7 separate regions of the Mus musculus genome follow, and regions 2, 3, 4, 5, 6 and 7 are each linked to region 1. Evidence: chromatin contacts called from public HiCAR-type, HiChIP or PLAC-seq and promoter capture Hi-C data. All regions are on one chromosome and are shown on one strand. The core of a region is the stretch at or near the end of the contact, and the rest is flanking DNA. Distances in the headings are between cores, read along the strand shown.

Region 1 (2,700 bases), core at 99-2,598:
GAAATGCTGAGGAGCGAAAAGGCTTGGGTCACGAGGGAGAGGGTTTCAATAGCAGCAGCCTGTGCCAGTCAGTAGCATCCAGGATGTTAACCGACTGAGGAGTAAGAGGTGAGGAAAACAGACTCTAGCTTTGGAGCTCCCTCGTTTGACTTTAGTTATCGTCACTTTACATCTTCGTAATCCATTGGCTTCATTTTTAACGAAGCTCTCTTTGCTTCGCCACCAAAGAAATGGAAAATGCTTGCTACCAGAGAAAGTCCTAAAATGGTCGGTCAGCTTTGGTTATCCTCAAAGAGATACAAATCCATCAATCAAGGTCATCCTCTCTACTCGCAACACTCAAAGCCTTCTCGTCCTGGAGGATGCTTCTTTCAGCATCTTGGAAGGTTTAGAAGACATAGGGAGGTCCACAAAGGTCCAGCTTTGTAGGGACACATGTCAAGTTGTCATTACCAGCTGCAGTGGGCTCTGCCCTCTGAGATATGGGATCATAGTGTCCATTCCACAGATCCGGGAGTAGAGAAGGTAAGAGGATAAGGTTTAAGGGGCCCTGCAAATGTCAGGGCAGAACTTTGAAACAGCCAGAGTCCCTGTTGACCGTGGGCGACTGAGCCTGACAGCCCAGCCCAGCCCAGCCCTGGGAACCGGGTACAGTGAAAACACGGAGAGTGGCTTGGTCAATGAAAAATTATCCTCATGGTGGAATGAAGGCTTTGGACCCTGCATCTAGTGCACCCTGCTAACTTGGTCCTGGCCCCAGACACCGCGGTCCTCGAGGGTCCTCAGCTGTAACCCTCAGGCTTTTTCCTTGAAACGATCACTTTGGCCTTCCTGATCTGAAATCTCACCCCTTGGCTGTGGAGCTGACTTAAGTAAGGCCAGTCTGGGGAATTACACAAAATAGGATCGAGTCCAGGTGGGTTTATCAGAGGCGAGAGCTCCGGAAGGAATTCAGAGTTTAATTAACTCGTGCCCTCTGTACACGCCCCCAAAGGAAAGGGAACCCTAATAGGGACCCCATCAAAGTGTTTGATCAGAGGAAATTGGGTTCGCCTTTTCCTCTCCTTCACCTTTCCTATCTGGCAATCAATCCATCTGGATTATTGGCTGAACCTGGGCAACAGCATTAAAAAGGGCACAGAATCGGAGGCGGGGCGGGGCGGAGACTGGCGGGCCTGCAGACCGCAGCCCGGCCGGTGCTGCCTCGCGGGAGGGATCGCGGCCCCGCACTGTGCGCGTGGGCGCGCAGAGCCGCCTGGATCCCCTGCGTCCGCGCTCCGGGATTTCGCTGGCGCCGGCGCGACGGCCGGGGGCGGGTGCTCTGCAGCGGCCGGGACTGGAGCGCGCACTCCGCCTGCAGCCGAGCAGCGGCCCGGGAGCCGCCACCACCTTGCAAGCCCCGCGCCGCCTGCGCTGACCTGGACCGCGCGGCCGCAGCGCTACGGGCCCGGCTGCGGACGCTCCCGGGGCTGCGCACGCGGGAGCGCGCCTGACGCGGAGGACCGCAGCTCTCAACGCCACCGCCGAGGACCGCGCGGCCGCCTCTCGCGCGTGGGGTGAGTGGCGAGGGGCGCCGCGGCTCGGGCCGCGTTGTCACGGCGCGGGGTGGGACGTCCGGCGGTTTGGGAGCGCGGGGACCGCACGAGAAGAGCTGCTGGGCTGTGGCTGCCTAGAGGCTGGGCACACGGCCCCCTCGTGCTGCGTGGCAGCCAGGTTCCCCCTGCGCCGAGGCCAGCTGCATGGCCCGGAGCCCGGCCACGCGAGATCGGGGAGGCGAGGGTGAGTGGCTGAGGATCGCCTGTCACCTACTGGCGTCGGCGGGGAGACTAGGCGCCTAGCGTGCCCGGGAAGGGCTGCCTGCCCTGGAGAGGCAGCCGCAGCCTGCCCTCGGTGGAGACCCCTGCTCTGCACGCAGCTCGCCCGTGGGAGAGGAGGGGAGCCGCGACGTCCTCCCTTCTGGCAGAAAAAGTTGAAGAAACTAGGTCTGTTAATAATTAGCAGGAGCGGGACTCGGGATGCAGCAGAAAGCTGTTGAGTTTTCATTGCCCTCTAAGAAAAACAAACGGCATCGCCAACGACTATTGGCAGGGCCGTGTTATTTTTGGGACTTTGGGAAAATTGTCCACAGATTGCGTTCGGGAGACTGAAGACGGGGGGTGTACCCGGGAGGTCGTGGGGACGGCTGGCACAGCTTTGAGTCCCAGCCCGCCCCTGTAGGACTCAGAGTCTTAAGCCTGACGCACTTGGTTCCTGGTTTTAAAACGTGTCAGAGGCAGAACTGCAGCCAGGATCAAGGAGAAGAACGCACCGCGAACCGGCCTAAAAGGAGCATGTGTAAAAATCGCTGGCGGAGCCCAAGTGCACTTGTGCTGTTTAAAAAAAAAAAAAAAAAAAAAAAAAAAAAAAAAAAAAAAAAAAAAAAAAAAGAATGTTGCATTTGTGGCTTTTAGGGTAGGTTTTATGAATGACAAATTATACTTGATGAAATTGTATCTCCTATCTGTCCCTGAACAGTTCTGTCTGCCGCCTGGTTTTAATCAGCGCTTTGGGAAGGCAGTGTCTGCGCTGATGTTATATAATTGACATGGTTCGCCATCAGATATTTTTAATGTACTTTCGGACGAAAGAAACTTCATCTGTCTCTTCAGACAGGCTCAAGGTGTAGACAGAGTGAGGGCTGCAAAGGTTTGCCCTCCTCTA
Region 2 (2,700 bases), core at 140-2,639, 600 kb before region 1:
TTTGGGCCCACTAGCGTGTCCATTCTTCACAATCTCAAAGATGGTATCAGTGCCAAATGCTCTGGTATGCCACCACCTTCCACAGACTCTCAAGAGTCCCAGACCCAGACCACACAGGTTTTAGTTTGGGTCATTTTATAAGTTTCATATCTTTATCTGAGTCGTGGTAAGAGGCAATGGAAGGATTTTGAGAAAATAAAATGCCCAAGTTAACCATCATCCCAGGGGCAGGAGCATCTACAGAAGAGCAGCCTGTGTGCTGTGCAACAGCTGACTGGGACCGCGGCTGGAGCAAACTGGTCCACTCTAAGTGGAGGAAGAGAGGTTGAAGCGATAAAGTGAAACAGGATGTATTGTCTAAAACTTCTAAGAAAACTACTTTGTCCACCCCAACACCTCTTCCTGTTTAAGCAATAAGCAAAAACTCCATTAATTGGGGGAATAGAAAGAAGCCATAGGAAGTGTCCATTTCTTTAAAGCAACATCCAACATCACATTCCATTCCACAACAGCATTTCAATTCTAAAGCACCCATGCTTCATTGTGTGTCATCCAGGCTCTGAGAAACTCCATCAAGCTGCCTTCGGGCAGGAGACTATGACAAATCTTTGAGGAAATTTCCTTTTGGGCTCAGAAAGATTAAGTTCCTTGTGGAAAGCGAAGCGCTCTTCGGTGCATGCCCATCTCCTTCTGTCTCGCATTCTTCCGTCTCGGGAAGTCAGATTTACAGCCCTAATTTCCCCCCTTATTCATTATATCGATAATTAACCTATCAGAACTTCAGGCTCATTTTCTAAAAATAGGATTGGGTGAAATCTACGGGGGAGGGAATTTAGGTTCTTAAAGTCAAAGTATCTGACACTCTAATGCACACACGGAACGCGTGCATTTATACACCATACGTGGGGACTGTGATTTCACCACCCTCCCATCCGCCAACGTGTGCTGCAAATTGGGGGGTTTGTTAAATTGTGTTAAGATCATGTCGCTAAATGCAACTCTACGCATCCTGTCAGTCTCTCCTCTTAATATTTTCCCTGTGACCGAGGAATTTCCTGATTGCTTAATTCTGAGGTAAGCGTTGTATGGATTCTGTAGCATCATTAGATTTCTTCTGAGTCCTTCTCTGTCACCAGCTCCTTCACCATCAGCAACTTGAAATTATCTGCAGCAGTCACCTAAGTTCACCTCAGGTTCAACTGTCTTTTCATCGTGGTTCCCTGATGACATCTCTCTTTCCACCAAATGGCCAGATTGCCAGTACAGCCTCAAGAGGGCACCTAATAGGTTGCCAAGCTCACCATTTAAATCTTTCCTTTTCTGGCTGCCAGCAGCCCTCAGAGCCTTCAATGCTGATTCCTGACAGCATCCCCCAGGCCTTCAGTGCGCAGTGACCACGAGCACCTTCGATTTTCTCCTGTTTGAGGCTTAGCCTATATTTTCTTTCTGCAGGTTCGCCCTGTCTCACTAAACACAACCGAATTCCTATTTCTTCAGGTTATCTGAAACACAGGCTCCTGATTTTCTTTTTCTTAATCTTCAGAACTGACTTGCTTGGATTGAATAAAATAAATCTGTTGAGACTCACAGCCCTTTGGGCACTCAGAGCGTCTCAGCGACCCTGTGTCTTCAGAGAGATGTATTCTTTCCTCAGAGCGTAGGGAAGGTATCTCTCATACAAGTGTCCTGACTTCAGAGAAAGGCCGAAGCAATCTTTTATTCACTGCTTTGGGGCAGAAGGACAAGAGAAGGTGAGAGGGACCTTTCTGTACCAGAGGTTTCTCAATGCAAGGGTGATGCAATTTTCGATTCGGAACTCAAGAACCTTACCATCTAATCTTCTTATCAAAATATTCCCTTCCATCACTTCATTCCTTTTTGGAAGGATTGCTGGTGAACACCTTTGCTTTATCTCATCACATTTGCTGGGATGCTACTTGGTACCGATCATATTTCGGTTCTGTCTAAGCGTAGCTTCTGGCAAAGCGTCCAGATGTCTTACCCCTGGTGTATTTTAATGTTGAGGGAGTGAAAATCATTATCACTAAATAAATTCCAAGTCTCCACGGCAAAATAAATTATTTGATGAGTAACCTAATGTTTGAGTTGGTACCAACTCCCTGGATACTGGTCTAAGGGAAATGCTGTCTGTTAGAGGACGTCTGTGTAAGACAGTTGATAATGAAACTCTTTGGAAGCTGCTACAGTTTGATAGGAGGAGGAAGGGACTATGGCTATGGTTGCTGTCATGGAACTGAGTAGACATAAGAGTGTTGCCATCTTAATTTGGAAAAGATTTGAATGTTTCCTTTCAAGCAAAAAAAAAAAAATGAATGTTTCAGAAGACAGGTGTTTTTGCTCTGATTTAAACACTGCATAATGCATATACATATCAAAACATTATCAGGTTCTTTATATATATGTGTGTGTATATGCGCATATTGTATATGTGTATATGTGTATACATGTATATATATATATTTATATATGTATATATACATACATATATATACATATGGGTTTGTATGTTTTTATGCATACTAGTAAAGTAAGTTTGACTTACCTTTAACAACAATGATGAATTTAAAAATATCTATTAAATTCTGTTGGGTCTAACTCATCCCTCCCCTTAATTAGCTGCCTCCCAACCTTGAAGCCCCTCCTCTCATTGTTCAGTTTTATGCTCTTACTTTAATACTT
Region 3 (2,700 bases), core at 17-2,516, 880 kb before region 1:
CTCCACAGATGACAGTTGTTCTCAGAGATAAAGTCAGCTTTTCGTCTCTGTGAGAGTCCTGGAAGCCCATTAGGAGGACTCCTGTTTCAGTTGTTCTAGGACTGTGTGGCCATTAGCTCACCAGCCGTTTAGCTTTGTGACTGCCAGAGAATCTAGCATTCAGACTAGTAAGTGTGGAGACGGTTTCCTGAGGTTTTAAGATAAAGTATTAATTATATATCACCAAGAACTGTTGCTATAGAAGTTGCTTGCAACCCTTGACCTTCATGGTAGCTAAATGCTAGTGGCAACTGTTGGCTACTGTTGAGGTTGGCTACTCTTCCTGATCCCACTGTTATACTTTGGGGCTTTGCCACACTTTACTTTTTAACTTTACTTTCTGTCTTCTGTACAGCATCCCTGGGAAGTGGAAGATCCTCTGCTTTTTCCTTCTCTCCCACAGCTTGGTGTTACTTGAGAATACATTGCCTGCTTGGCATATGGACTGTATATATATTTTTTCCTCTTGGACTGTCTGGAAATCCAACTGTCTTCTTTTTCACAAAAGCCAATAATGACAACCTGGCTTCATGCCAAGGCCTTGCTTTTCTTCCTTTCTGCCTGGTTATTAACTCTAAAGAATCTATCACATGTAGTTCATTAGGCAAATGTTATCAACTAAAAAGAATTAAAGCTGTGAAATTTTTTTTTTTCTTTTTCAGGGCAGCAGAAAAAGATCTGCTCACTAGCTAAAACAAAACAAAATGAATTGTCCTGACTGGTAGATCTAGACAATGAACAGGGTAATGCTTGTAACAGAACTGAGCTATGGGGGAGGGGAGGAGGGCTCATTTGATGGCGCTTTTCATGTTTAGGACAAAGTCAGAGGTGAAGTAGACATTTTCATAAAAGACACAGTCGATGAGCCCAAGACTTAAGAAGAATAAGTTGCTTGTCTAAAGAAACATATAAAACAGAGACATATAGTAACAGAGAGGGGCTCACACCCTGGTCCTTGACTCTGCAGCCGCAGAGGGAGGGGGAGATATTCAGGTTTCACCTAGTCTCAAAATGTCCCCTCCCTTTTGTGAACAGAAGAACTATCTTTCTCTAGTCCAAATTATTGCTGAAATGCATCTGTGGGTTGTGGGTGGCTTCGGGCTTTTATATCTGTCCTTATTAGAAGGGACTTATTACAATTACTTCAACTCAGCCACTTTGAAAGGGCCAGAAGACACTGAGAGCTTGGTCGAGTTTAATAGGAAACAGAGATTTGCCTCCAAGGGTACTTTGCTCCCTTACTGGGAAGACAACGGAGGAAAGTATGTGGGTTGTAAGAGAACCTAAGATGAATTTAGACCACTCTATATTTTGGTAAAAGCCAGACGAGAAATATAGGATGAAAATAAGTCCAGGCGAGGGAGAGTCAATGATACCGTGGTTTAAGTTCTCTCCTGCCTTATCCAATTCTTCTTTTTATTAATTCTGCTAGGTCCTAGGAAAGGTTTTTTTTTCTTTTCTTTTTTTGCCTGAAGCCACGGTTACATGCATGGCGGAACACTTCTGTTCATGCCAGTTAACAGGAAGATCTGTTGTGGTTAAGATTGACAGGGGTGAGCCGAGGTGCGTGGGAGGCAGAGGCGAGAGCTGCTCCTTGGCTTTGTTCTGTCGTTAATGGGGAACAGACATCAAAACACCTCCCGAAAAGCTCATTTACCTCAATCAGATTACGCTGGGCATTACGCACCCTTTACCCGGCCTTTATCCTAGGACTGTGAAGGAGACTCCTTGAAGAAGCCACCAGTGTTCTTACAACACCCCTCACTCTTCGAAGACTCGTCTGAACCGGTGTGCTCCAGCCGATGCACTTGCGTCTGTGGGGTTTTGACCATGATCTCAGTTTGCCCAAATGTTAGCTAGGCCTTTTATGTAGCAAGAGAGAATTCTTTATGACAATGGCTTATACTTAGTGTTGAAGTACAATAAATGGGGTTACATGTTCCATATAAATTTAATAACACATCCTTTAAGACATGAAAATTTACTTAAAAATCAGTGATGCCTTTCTTCCTGTTAACTGTGTTTTCCTACATAGAACCCCCCGCCCCCTTACCAATGATATTTACTCAATGAAAGGTCATTTTAAGGGTTAGAGATAAGGCAAACAATATAAAGAATGTGATATGGGGGGCTGAGTATAGGGTTCAGTGGGAACAGAAGCTTGCCATGCCGTATATGTTGTGAACTTGAGTTCCAATCTCCCAAGTCTACATAAAAGCCAGATCTGTCACCCCAGAGACAAAAATCAGAGAATCCGAGGAGCCCTGGGCCAGCTAGTGTGGCAATTACAGCAGAAGATAAAAACAGGCGTTGACTCTGGGGTGCTGGCAAGACTGCATGTTGACCTTAGATCTTCAAACTTACCCAAATTCACACACATAAACGGTCACACACACACACACACACACACACACACACACACACACACACAAAGATACATTAAACATTTATAATTGTTCCTAGATAATGATTTCAAACTGAAGAAAGATTTTTAAAATGTTAAATTGTAGAGTAAGATTTTCTCTAATTATGTGGTGGGCCCAGACTGTGACTCAGTGAGCTCCAATTTGTGACATGAGCCAATAAAGGTCCATCAGAGAGACTACAATCTGTAGACAAATAGCCGAAATGATTTGTTTGGGTGAATCCAGCCCATATTTT
Region 4 (2,700 bases), core at 24-2,523, 710 kb before region 1:
AGAAGAGAAGAGAAGAGAAGAGAAGAGAAGAGAAGAGAAGAGAAGAGAAGAGAAGAAAAGAAGAGAGGAAGGAAGGAAGGCAGGCAGGTAGGAAGTAAGGAAGGAAGCAAGAAAGGAAGGAAGAAAGGAATGTGGGAGCAGTTGATTTAATGTGCATTTACACACATATGTCAAGCACTGTAGGTGATTCCTTCACATGTAATACTGCAGTGTGGCTACACACCAGTGCAGTGGTGCTACCCACCAGCGCAGCATGGCTAGCCACCAGTGCAGCACGGCTAGCCAGCAGTGCAGGCCCTGCAGCTTGTGTCATTTTATTAAGAGAAAACAGAGAACTGGTAAACCTGAAGCACTGGTAGTTACTTTACATATTGCTACAATTCGACATCTGACCAAACTACTTAATAATGGGTGTGGCTTGGCTCTTGGTTCTAGAAGGACTAGTCTATCATGGCGGGAAAGGCAGACAGGCAGAGGGGGCTGGTCACCTTTCATTGGTAGCTGGGGAGTAGATTGCAGGCAGGATGTGAGGCTGGGCTACAAACCCTTAACACCTATCCAAGTTACTCTCTTTATTTAGAAAGACTCCACTGCCCAAAGGTCTCAAGACTTTTCTGAACAGTCCTAGCAGTGGGGAACCAAGTATTCAAACACCGGAGGTTCTGGGGAGCATTCCACATTCAAGCCACAATAAACACCTAGCCCTGGGTTGGCCAAAAACTGACAGTGATTTCAAAACCTAAGTGCCTGATTCCCTATCCCATGTGTTTTTAGTATTCAATCCATCACTACCTGGTATTAGAAATTGAAAAAAAATCTTAAATTTCACAAAAATAATTCATGCTACGTGCTTATGCTCATTATTTAAAATAGGCTTGAGTTCACTGACATATAAATTTTATCCCTAAAGCCCTTCTGTTGCCACTTTCGTCGCACGTGCTAAGTAGACATTAACTTGTACAGTGTCTGGCTTTTCTCTAAGCCTAGCTCCAACCTCTCCCTGCCCAGAACACTTACGTAATGAGCACCCATTCACGTCTCATCCAACAGCTCTCAGTGCACAGTCCTTTTGGGACCTTTACAATCCTGCCTAAAAGCAAACCTCTTGGCCGCTCTGTCGATTCCCAAAGCAGCTCACAAAGCGATTGCAGAAATGGGGTTGGTCAATCCTGCTATTTTGCTGGGCTTGGTTTTAAGAATGTTGTCAGTGTTATCCTAGTAATACCTTAAAAGTAAGTGTGTGTGGGAGGGGGAGTCTGCCCACACCGAACAGATTTCAGTTTCACCGTCCAGGAAGGCAGATGCTCATGGTTCTGGCTGTGGGCTCCCAGATAGCGTATGAGTGGGATCTTTATTACAGAGATTATCGTACCTTCTTGGACAAACAGTCTCCTGGTTTGCTGTGGTTTATAAAGGCACCAGGAAAAAAAAGTGAACTCACAGCAATACCACTGAGAGAATTATTTAAAATTTGGCACTATTTCCACTATTCTCATAATAGCCACAGTTTTTGTTGTCTTAAAATAAGTAAAGATTGAGGTCCCCAGATGAGTTTTAAACTCCAGACAGGAAATCTAGATCAGTCTCACTTGCAAACAGACATTACTAAGAAGTCTAAAATAATCCTTATCCTTTTATAGCAGAAACAAACAAAAAATACTCTTAGGTATAGAGTTTAAAGTAAATGACAAGCTTTAGAATAATGGCAGAAGGTCCTGAGTACTTTTTGCTGCAAACAGTGCTTTCAGCTAAGCAAGAGGGCTCAGCCCTTTGACCCCAGTGTTTATGAGGCTGAGGCAGGTCAACTCTGTGATTTTTAAGACCACCCTGATCTATATAGCAAGTTCCAAGCCAGCCAGGGCTACATAGTAAGACCGTGTCTTAATAATAAATGCTGCTGATGCTTGAATTTTGAATTAGAAATACATTTAGTATTGCTTTTTAGCAAAATAGAGATGATTTCAATACTGTACTGGTGGATTCCCCCCTCTCCCCACCCCCCACCCCCCTGTCCCCACCTCCCACCCCCAGGCAGATGAGACAATAACATAAACAACAGTCACCAGGAGGAGGAAAGCCCAGTTGGGGATTGGCCTGTGAGGACTTTTTTGACTAGCTGGTGTCAGAGGGCCCAGTCCTTTGTGGGTGGTGCCTTCCGTGGCAGGTGAACCTTGTGTAAGATGGCAAGCAGCTCAGCAATTCCCCATGGTCTCTGCTCCAGCTCCTGGCTCCAGCTTCCTGCCTTGATTTTTCCAGTGACAGTCAGAACCTCCAGGGTTAGAGTGGAAGGACAGCATCCTTCTTTACAAGTTTGAAATGACTTCATCAACTCCCATTGAAGAAAGTCGATTCAATGTTTGAGACATTTCTTTACAGGTCGCAATGTTTTTCCACCCTGCTTTTCTAATACTAGTGTGCACCAACTAACACTGTGTGTTGAGTATTTCTACAAGAGACACTGGATAAATTAATCTAACTTTGCTTCATGTTTTATATTTGAAAACTGGATAGAGTAGCGACCTTTGACCTTTGTAGAATTACTTAGTATATGGCAAGTATATGGCAGTAAGTTATTGCTAAGTATTCCTATTGAGTCAGACATTTGAATTATATATGCAACGACTCATAGTGCATTTCCCAAGTTAGAACTGTAAATCTATTATGTGTATATGAAGATGTATGTACATACAGTCAAAAATA
Region 5 (2,700 bases), core at 18-2,517, 810 kb before region 1:
TGTGGGTAAAGTCCGTTGTTGTTCTCTTTAAGACCACCACATTCTAACCTAAACCTGCCATGCTCTCTAATTCTCTGGTGGATGGAATGGCACTGGTGGGAAAGTGGGAAGGAAAAGAGGAGCGAGTGAGGATTACCATACCACCACCCAGCTGGGGATTTCACCATCAAATATAAGTTTCGACTCTCCCTTCCTGAAACTCTTCTACTACCCGTGCTGCCAACAACAGAAGATTGATACCGGTGACATGGAAGGAGGGAACGTATGGTTAGAGGGCAATTTCCAAGGCCAAGAGCCCAGAGCGCAACAGTGACTGCAACAGTGACTGTAAGCCAAACTGAGCTGCAGTCACCCCGTTGTATCCGTGAAGGTTTGCCTTCCCTGGTTAATGGCCTTGGTTGGATTTCAAGGCTCCCAGCCCCTCTCCCCCGTTTTTTTCCGTTCTGGTAATAGAAGTAATTGCAGATCCTGCAAATCAAACAGGTGAGCTCAGGACACGAGAAGTACCCTTGAAAAGAAGCTGTTTTTCTCTTCATGCTAAAGTTTGTCCGTTGCAGTAGGGCCTGGCCTTGCGCACGGATTCAGAGCTACAGATATTGTTGACGAGAGTTAACATTGACAGAGGGCTTTCTTCACTCGGTGGAGAGATTGGTCCCAGAAACAGGCAGATGTTCCGTGGTTCTTGACATTTGTATGTTTTGGGGAGAGTCCTTTGTGCATATTTAAGCACAAAACCAAAGGCGCAGACAGGCAACAGTAATCACATGTGACTGGAGTTCTGGAGACTCCAATGACCTCCTTGAACTTCCTCAACCAAGAGAGATAGGTTAATGCAGTCATACACAAGTCTTCTAGCTCCGTATCCTCCAAACTCCAGAGTCTCCCTGCACACAGGGACCCTCAAAAAACTGAGCCTCACCACAAGCTCCATGGATAGCATCCGGTTACGGATGGTTATTTTGCGTGGGAAGCCGAATAGGACCTCTCAAACGTGAATTGCATAGGCCCCGGTCTGACACTTGTCATTTCACTCCGTGCTCCTATCACCTGTCAACGTGCGTGGGGTCTGGCTGGTCCTGGGGACGCGGAGCTGCAGCCAGGGAGGTCCCGGTGCGCGCGCCCGCGGGCGGGGCTGCGCGGGGCAGGGGCTGCGCGGGAGGCCGAGCCGCCGCGCCTCCCGCTGATTGGTCGACCAGGTCCTGGGGGGCGGGCCCTCCGCCGCCCCGCGCGCCCCGCTACTCTGGCTCGGTTCCCGCTGGGCCGGGCAGCGAGCGCTTCCCAGGGTGGCGCGGGAGCGCGGGGCGCGCGGGCCTGAGAGAGCCAGGCGGGCAGCGCGCGATGAGGCAGCGGCGCCGGGAGCGGGGACTGGCGGCGGGGCGAGGCGAGCCGGGGTGCAGTCCCGGGTGCTCAGGAGGCTGCTGAGACGCCGCGGAGAACCGCTAGAGCGCGGAGGAGGGCAGCGGAGCTCGGGGAGCCGGCGGCCCTGGGGCGGCCTCCCAGTCGGGATCCCCTCCCCTGTGTGCAGCCATGCGGGTGGCCAAGTGGCTGACCGGGTTGCTCTGCCCGATCTCGCTCCTTCTCACTGGGTCCTGGGAAGTTCGTTTCCACCCACGACAGGGTAAGGTCGCCGTGGGCGCTTGGGCCGGGTGCGAGTGGGTGGTGCAGACTGGTTGGAGACCCCAGGCCACCCAGCTCAGAGCATCCCCGAGGACTTTTTTGGTTGTCGTGGAATCTCTGGGGACACGCTCTCCTGATCATGCGGCGGGCACGCGTGGGGCATGGAGCAGCGTGCATCCGGACAACACGGGTTGCTGGAGGCTGGGAAGAGAAGAGGGGCTGGCAAGGAGGTGGCTGCGCTGGGTGGTGGGTGGCAAGGTCTGTATAGAGCATATAGGACCCGTGGGAAAGCAGTACATGCCCACGGTGCCCAGGTGTGTGCGTGTGTGTATATCTGTCGTGCCCCTGAGACTGACCAAAACTGGGGACCTTGGGTAGGGATGCTTGGCTCAAGAGCTTGTGGGTTGGACAGCGTCGGGGCTTCATAGACATTTCGCTGTGTGTTGCAGAAGCCCTGGTGAAGACTCTGGCCTCCTACGAAGTGGTGACCCCCACGCGGGTCAATGAGTTCGGAGACGTGTTTCCCCAGAACCGGCATTTCAGCCGGAAGAAACGTAGCTCCGGGGTGCCGGAGCCTCCTCCGTTCAGGACCCACTACCGAATCAGCGCCTACGGGCAGCTCTTCCAGCTGAACCTGAGCGCTGATGCGGCCTTCCTGGCTGCAGGCTACACTGAGGTGCACTTGGGGACCCCGGTACCTGGACCAGGCGGGCGCAGCACGGAGTCCCCAGACCTGCGCCACTGTTTCTACCGTGGCCAGGTCAACGCGCGAGAGGACCACACTGCTGTCTTCAGTCTCTGTGGAGGACTGGTAAGCCTGATTGTACCTCCCTATGAGTTTTCTCTGATCCAGGCCAGGGCTGTCTGGGGATTGGGGCATGGTGGGTGGTTCCTAGTAGGTTCCTTGGAGTCCTCAGAGACCACCAGAGAGAGGAGCCTAGACCACAGGCAGAGAGAGAGCATCTTTCATCCATTTGTCACGTGCTCCAGAGGCGCTCAGGAGTGGCCTCTGGGTTCTGCTTCTACAACCTCCGGGCAGGATTTTTATGGGCAGCTATTGGTGCCCAATCCCCTGAATTACTT
Region 6 (2,700 bases), core at 19-2,518, 950 kb before region 1:
CCAAAAGACCTTTGAGATGCCGAGAGATGTCCACAATTTCTAAACACTGACATACTTCAGTGGCCACTAAAACGCTTTGGGTATACTAAAATGTATAATGTCATCCATTCACCAAGACATGTCCTATCTGTGACAGATATTAATCCAGGTGCCTGAAAAATAAAACGTTAGGAAGAATAGGGAGAAAAGGGAGGCAAGAACACAGGGGAGTTTTATTCTAATGATGGAAGAAGGTAGCAAGCTGAGAATGCATTTGGCAGTCTGTTAAACGCTGCCTGCGGTGGTTTGAACAGGAGGGGATTCCATCGTCCCTCATTTGAGTACTTGGTTCCCAGTTGGTGACTTGTCTCAGTTAGGGTTTCCATTGCTGTGAAGAGACACCATGACCAAGGCAATTCTTATAAAGGACAGCATTCAATTGGGGCTGGCTTACAGGCTCAGCGGTTCAGTCCGTTGTTGTCTGCAGTGCAGTCAACAGAAGTCTGTGCTACTGTAGAGTGCGAATTCATCTCCTAAGTTGTTTTGTTTGTTTGTTTTTTGTTTGTTTCTGTTTGAACAGGGAACACAACAAAGACAAGACTGGGAGGCCCAAGTTTGGCCGGAGTGATCAGATCAGTCTTGAAACATGTAGGAAGCAAAAATGTTTAGCATGAAAATAGGAGAATTAAAAAAAAAAACCCTGAGCTCTTTGGCATACATCTTGAAGAATTACTCCCAGAAACGGAAAAATCGATTTTTTTTTTTTTTTAAATTTCCTGCTTTGGGGCCACTGTGTCCATTCCGAAAGCTAATGGTGCTTTCTTGCTCTCTTGGGAATGCTTTTCCTGCCCCTCTCTTGCTTCCAATCTGTCTTGCGCTTACCTCTCCCTCTACCTGTTGGACTGTCTGACTACAGCTAGCTTCCTATGCTCCCCATAGCGAGCAAGCGAGACACTCCGGCGGCAGAGCAGCGCACAGAGGCTGCGGGGCTCCCCAAGCCTCCTCTGCCCGAGTGCGCCCATTTCCTGGTTCTGGAGCGAAGCGACTGATCACCAACCCGGCCCGGGACAGAGGACAGCGGAGAGATCGTGGCTTGAGATCAGCCTTCCTCATACAACCTACTTCCTCTCGGACGTCCCTCGCTTCCTGGACAAGGCGATCGGCGTCCCGCCACGGTCCGGCGAGGACTCGGGGGTGGAGGACGCAGGACCACCAGGCGACTTCAGACTGCCTGCGATCGGGATGCTGCGGGTCACCGGGGCATCATATCCCCCTGTGGGACAGGGAGGGCAGGTCAGCTAAGGGTGAGAGTATAGGGGCGGAGCCAATCCGGAAGGCCACGCCTTTCCCTCCCCGAGCTCCACCCAGGGAAGAGCTACACCAACCGGAGCCTGTCCCTTTAAATGTCCCTGTAAGAGGCTAGGCGGCGGAAAGGCTTCTGGGCATGCGCACTGTGTCACTCGGCGGACCACTTTCTCACGGAAGCGAGGTAGAGCTCACAGAGTCTATTAGGATGCCGGGTCACCGGTGGATCCAAGACTGCTGGACCGGGGAGGGAGGCGTGGTGGCGGCGCCCAGGGAGCGGGGTGGGGTTGGGGTGGGAGTCCCTCTGCAGCCTCGGCTCGCCCCGCGGAGCGGAGGAGGAGCTCTTGCCACCCTCGCCCCCACGTGCCCTGTCTGCCCGCCTCTTGACTAGCTGCTTGACTGCCATGCCTTCGTGCTGCACTGTCCCCACGTGTAGCCTGGAAAGCCGTCCTATGGTCTTTCTTTTCCAACAATCCCTAGGGTTCCGAGGACCCCTGTGGACTTGGTCAGAGCTGACTGCTGATTTCCATCTGCCATTAGAAACAACTCCACGGGGGCAGATGCCAACCTTTGACAGGGTGTTCACTATCTTTCCTTGTCAGCATTACTTCAGCTGTATTCTCCCTATCCCCTCTGCTCTGTGTCAGGGCTTCCCCCTTCCCCCCCCCCCCCCCAGTGCCCGTCTTGATTGTACTTGCACGTGGTATTTCTACCCCGCTTCTGTCTCTTGAACTATTTCCAAAGTCAAGTAGCAGTTTATTATATACCATTCCTGATTATCATAGACAAAAGTTAACACTTCTTTCTTTCTTGTCACCATTAACGCTCTTACTGTGTTCTACTTGTATCTGTTCAACTAGTATCTACTGCAGACCTACTATGTCCTTGGTGCTGTTCTGAATATGGGCTAGTCAGAATTCTGGCTCATGTGGAACTGACACTTTAAGTTGAAGAAGATGGACAGTAAATAATGAACACATTAGCTAGTCATGCTATACAGGAAATTAAATCAGTTTTTTTCTTTGTGTGTGTGTGAAAGAAAAGAAAACAGGTTCCTAAAGCTTATAGATGAATCCTATAGATTAGATTATTGGTGGGTGAAAATGTCTGAGGATGTAGATGATCAATTACTTGTAAAGTCTGGGAAATACAAGAGCTAGGCAGTGAAGCTGCTCTCTCAGGGCTCCGTGTGTCGTGGAGAGAGTAGATTGTGTGAGGACTGTGATTCATTCCCTATAGAATTGGCCTTGGGCCGCTGCTCCAAGAAAACACCATGAGACTTTCTTTTCTTCTATGCCAGTGACTTGGTAGAAATTCCCTTTCATTAGCTTGAGATGTTTGTATCTTTCCTGTAGAGAATTTAGAACAAGATGAGGGACCAGGACTGACTTATCCGACCTTGAAGTGTACAGAGAA
Region 7 (2,700 bases), core at 38-2,537, 740 kb before region 1:
ATATCTTTGGCCTGAGAGTTTAGACTCTTACAGTAACAAATCAGCTGGACCTCTCACACAAGTGTTGGGTACGTGTGACCCACATACCTAGCTGAGCTGCTCACTGAAGAACACTCAATTTCATGCAGCTATGAACTCTATCAGACTCTGTATTTAGATGTAGCAAATCATGAATGTATATTATATACGCACACATGTACGTGTGTGACAAGAGTCCGAGCTACTTTTCCCATTGCTGTGATGAAATACCCTGACAAAAGACTTTTAAGGTAAAGAGGGTTTGTTTTGGCCAACTATGTCAAGGGTGTAGACAACATGCAAAGAGGGTCCGAGCAACAGAAGCGCAAGGCAGCTGGTGACCTGCCAGCCACAGTCAGAAGGCGGAGAATTACTGCCTGTGCTCAGCTAGCGTTCTCTTCCATACAGACTGAACCCAAGCCCAGGAACTGCGCTGCTTAGAGTTAGGAAATCCTAACCTCAGAAAGCCTAATCAAGACGACCCTTCACGGGCACGGCCAGAGCCTCACCTAATCTAGATGGCCCTCTCAGGAAGCTTGCCTTCAAGGTGATTCTAGATACGATCAGGTTGATAATAATGACCACCGGGGTTTATATTGATTCTTTAATAGGAGTCAATTAAAGATTGATTGAAAGGGTCTATAAAAGGAAGATATTATTTTGAAAAGAGTCACACGTATTGATGGTGACCAACAGCGTCTTTGTGAATAACTGTGGACATTTTTGGGGGGATGGGGTACCCTGCTAGTGTTTTATGTTGCTCGGATCCCCATCCAGTGGTCACACAGATGGTCCCGGTTAAACTAAATGGGCCACAAAACCAAACCAAGGGTCACAAATCAGGGGACAGGGTTAGTAGAGAGGAGTGGAAGAGGATGGGGGTGGGGGAGAGGGGAGGGTGGGGGAGAGTAACCAGAATGCATTGCATCCGCGTACGACATTGTCAACGGGCTAACTTAATTTTAAAATTTGGCTTTAAGACATTAAGGCTTAGCACATTTGTTTCGAATTAAACCTAAATGGAATGCAGACGGGATGTTGTCTGCTTTCTGCACTGGTGATTGTCTAGTTGGGTGCTCTGTATGGGGGCGCTCTGGTTTGTCCAGTTTCTCCTGTCTCTGTGTGTCTTTCCTGTTTCATGCCTCTGGAGAGGTTCTGGGATGCGGCAGGGTGGGATGAATCTGTCTTAACATACTTGGCTGCTCTGTTCAGGTTTCCTTACACAGCACCATGGAGAAGCTTATCTCCTTAGCCCCCATTTATATCTGCTTTCTGCAGATTCAGGAAAGAGCTTGAATTTGAAAGTGAAGCCAGTTCCTCCCACCCTGCCCGGTCCCTATCTCAGGAGAGCCGCGTTACATTGTTTTTCAGCATTATCTGACACTCAAGGGAACTTTCTCCTGAATGGAAACTTTGTTGTAAGTATGGCGAAGAAAGAGATCAACATCCAGGGTGCTGTTTTCGAATACAGCGGGTCAAACAACTCGATTGAAAGAATTAACAGCACGGACCGGCTGGAGGCGGAGCTCGTTCTGCAGGTAACTAACGGCTAGTAGGCAGCGGCGAGACAGAGCTGCAGTCTTTATCAGTGGACTTGTGACGTGCTTGCCATTATCAGCTATAAAAACAATGTCTCATGAGTTTATCTTTTATAAGTTAATTGTGTGTCCCTCTGTATTTTATTGAGGTGTTGTGTGTGGGTAATTTATACAACCCTGACGTGCGCTATTCCTTCAACATCCCCATTGAGGAGAGGAGCAATCTGTTCTCCTGGGATCCATACGGGCCGTGGCAAGACTGTACCAAAATGTGCCAAGGTACCCTGGCCTTAAATAAGAGACCCAAGTTATGCATGCTGGTATTGTCTGGATTTCCCTTAAGTTTGGTTGGATTTCTTTTAAGTGTGACCTTCCATACACAGAGCACACGGGCTTGCAACGTACCCTGTCTGTACCCCTTCTTCCCAGGTCTTTCTTTTCCTTGTGGCTAACCAACCACCCCATCAACCCTACTGTTCTCTCTCAGCATCTTCCACTGTTGCTCTCTCTCCTTTCCCTCTAGGTTTCCAGGTTAGTACCAACCCCCCCCACCCCCCCCCCCGTCATTCCCCTCCACACATCTTTTCTTAGAATCCCATTTGTCTTTCACTGTCACAATGTCAAACATTTATTTCTCTTCCTTGGACACGAGAAAATAACATTTGTACTGTGACGTGAAAAACTGGAAGGATCAGAGAGGAAAGGGGCAAAGGAGGGAGATGGAGAGCAGAAGGGAAAACGGAAACAGTGGAGCCACGGCGTGGTCTGCAAATGTGGGTGTGGTTGTGATATGATGCTGTTTCTGCTCCGTACCGGCGAGATTTATTGAGGGACCGCTTTGATTCAGATCATTGTTAGGAGCCCAATTTTATATTCAGATATAGACTGCACATAAACAGACCTTGTCATGCAAGTGCAGTGCCATGGATTCCCCAGAAAAGGTGGAGGAAGTTGTAGAGTGTGGAAGCTGAGGTATACATCTTGTATAGGATGGAGCATGGGGCGTGAGGATGCGGGGGGGCAGTGGATTAGAGGGAAGGAAGCTCTGAACAGTGTGCAGATGAGGAAGGGTAGGTGGTAGATTGGGGCAGGGCTGCTCAGGATGGTGTTCTGTCATTGTGTGGGGCAGGGTCTCAGAAGGGAC

Evidence for each region. Promoter capture Hi-C pulls out the DNA fragments that hold promoters and counts their contacts. HiCAR-type assays count read pairs that join an accessible place to other places. HiChIP or PLAC-seq counts read pairs in DNA pulled down with a chosen protein or histone mark.
Region 2: an H3K4me3 HiChIP or PLAC-seq map of the SCID.adh cell line shows a contact between it and region 1, with 16 times the contacts expected there. The contact joins the enhancer-like site here to the promoter of Prickle1 in region 1. A contact is called at or near these places in 13 of 39 promoter capture datasets (the HPC-7 cell line, the SN4741 cell line, cancer-associated fibroblasts and 9 more), 2 of 15 datasets of contacts at CTCF or cohesin (both in the NIH/3T3 cell line), 18 of 484 Hi-C or Micro-C datasets (the C2C12 cell line, DN2 thymocytes, the NIH/3T3 cell line and 14 more) and 20 of 115 datasets of contacts at active chromatin or transcription factors (the SCID.adh cell line, SST interneurons, cardiomyocytes and 14 more).
Region 3: a contact with region 1 is called in a promoter capture Hi-C map of cranial neural crest, with 5 times the contacts expected there. The contact joins the enhancer-like site here to the promoter of Prickle1 in region 1. A contact is called at or near these places in 8 of 39 promoter capture datasets (the C10 cell line, cranial neural crest, embryonic stem cells and 5 more) and 3 of 115 datasets of contacts at active chromatin or transcription factors (astrocytes, embryonic forebrain and forebrain).
Region 4: a promoter capture Hi-C map of hippocampal neurons shows a contact between it and region 1, with 4 times the contacts expected there. The contact joins the enhancer-like site here to the promoter of Prickle1 in region 1. A contact is called at or near these places in 8 of 39 promoter capture datasets (the 3T3-L1 cell line, cranial neural crest, embryonic stem cells and 4 more), 1 of 484 Hi-C or Micro-C datasets (cortical neurons) and 2 of 115 datasets of contacts at active chromatin or transcription factors (embryonic forebrain and stem cell-derived neural progenitor cells).
Region 5: a contact with region 1 is called in a HiCAR-type map of astrocytes, with 5 times the contacts expected there. The contact joins the promoter of Adamts20 here to the promoter of Prickle1 in region 1. A contact is called at or near these places in 4 of 39 promoter capture datasets (the 3T3-L1 cell line, the C10 cell line, hippocampal neurons and 1 more), 5 of 484 Hi-C or Micro-C datasets (cortical neurons, embryonic stem cells and muscle stem cells), 5 of 115 datasets of contacts at active chromatin or transcription factors (astrocytes, cardiomyocytes, embryonic forebrain and 2 more) and 1 of 9 other capture datasets (embryonic stem cells).
Region 6: an H3K4me3 HiChIP or PLAC-seq map of pro-B cells shows a contact between it and region 1, with 6 times the contacts expected there. The contact joins the promoter of Irak4 here to the promoter of Prickle1 in region 1. A contact is called at or near these places in 14 of 39 promoter capture datasets (the 3T3-L1 cell line, 3T3-L1-derived adipocytes, the C10 cell line and 9 more), 7 of 484 Hi-C or Micro-C datasets (CD4 T cells, CD8 T cells, LSK cells and 3 more), 14 of 115 datasets of contacts at active chromatin or transcription factors (T-cell acute lymphoblastic leukemia, bone marrow-derived macrophages, cardiomyocytes and 10 more) and 2 of 9 other capture datasets (embryonic stem cells and liver).
Region 7: a promoter capture Hi-C map of frontonasal cranial neural crest shows a contact between it and region 1, with 5 times the contacts expected there. The contact joins the enhancer-like site here to the promoter of Prickle1 in region 1. A contact is called at or near these places in 8 of 39 promoter capture datasets (the 3T3-L1 cell line, cranial neural crest, embryonic stem cells and 4 more), 1 of 484 Hi-C or Micro-C datasets (ventricular fibroblasts), 4 of 115 datasets of contacts at active chromatin or transcription factors (astrocytes, embryonic forebrain, forebrain and 1 more) and 1 of 9 other capture datasets (embryonic stem cells).

Annotation. Positions count from the first base shown.
Region 1 is chr15:93,594,550-93,597,249 of GRCm38.p6, reverse strand. Prickle1 (prickle planar cell polarity protein 1) reads left to right here and starts at 1,348. Exons shown (of 8, transcript NM_001033217.5): 1 at 1,348-1,556.
Region 2 is chr15:94,190,565-94,193,264 of GRCm38.p6, reverse strand. No RefSeq gene overlaps it. Among named protein-coding and RNA genes, the nearest start is that of Gm41388, 54 kb to the right of the region's middle. Within about 2 kb of position 1,389, at least 15 of the 459 cell types and tissues checked have an H3K27ac peak or open chromatin away from gene starts, as enhancers often do. A contact at or near this core is called in the SCID.adh cell line, craniofacial prominence, embryonic basal ganglia and 3 more, where this site is marked.
Region 3 is chr15:94,477,842-94,480,541 of GRCm38.p6, reverse strand. No RefSeq gene overlaps it. Among named protein-coding and RNA genes, the nearest start is that of Pus7l, 64 kb to the left of the region's middle. Within about 2 kb of position 1,266, at least 50 of the 459 cell types and tissues checked have an H3K27ac peak or open chromatin away from gene starts, as enhancers often do.
Region 4 is chr15:94,308,459-94,311,158 of GRCm38.p6, reverse strand. The region is part of intron 28 of Adamts20 (a disintegrin-like and metallopeptidase (reprolysin type) with thrombospondin type 1 motif, 20); the gene reads left to right. Among named protein-coding and RNA genes, the nearest start is that of D630010B17Rik, 63 kb to the right of the region's middle. Within about 2 kb of position 1,273, at least 6 of the 459 cell types and tissues checked have an H3K27ac peak or open chromatin away from gene starts, as enhancers often do. A contact at or near this core is called in hippocampal neurons, where this site is marked.
Region 5 is chr15:94,402,917-94,405,616 of GRCm38.p6, reverse strand. It overlaps Adamts20 (a disintegrin-like and metallopeptidase (reprolysin type) with thrombospondin type 1 motif, 20), which reads left to right and starts at 1,267. Exons shown (of 39, transcript NM_177431.5): 1 at 1,267-1,618; 2 at 2,067-2,428. The coding sequence starts at 1,528.
Region 6 is chr15:94,542,228-94,544,927 of GRCm38.p6, reverse strand. It overlaps Irak4 (interleukin-1 receptor-associated kinase 4), which reads right to left and starts at 1,268. Exons shown (of 12, transcript NM_029926.5): 1 at 1,102-1,268. It overlaps Pus7l (pseudouridylate synthase 7-like), which reads left to right and starts at 1,421. Exons shown (of 9, transcript NM_172437.3): 1 at 1,421-1,468.
Region 7 is chr15:94,337,543-94,340,242 of GRCm38.p6, reverse strand. It overlaps Adamts20 (a disintegrin-like and metallopeptidase (reprolysin type) with thrombospondin type 1 motif, 20), which reads left to right. Exons shown (of 39, transcript NM_177431.5): 17 at 1,390-1,556; 18 at 1,706-1,835. Among named protein-coding and RNA genes, the nearest start is that of Adamts20, 65 kb to the left of the region's middle. Within about 2 kb of position 1,287, at least 2 of the 459 cell types and tissues checked have an H3K27ac peak or open chromatin away from gene starts, as enhancers often do.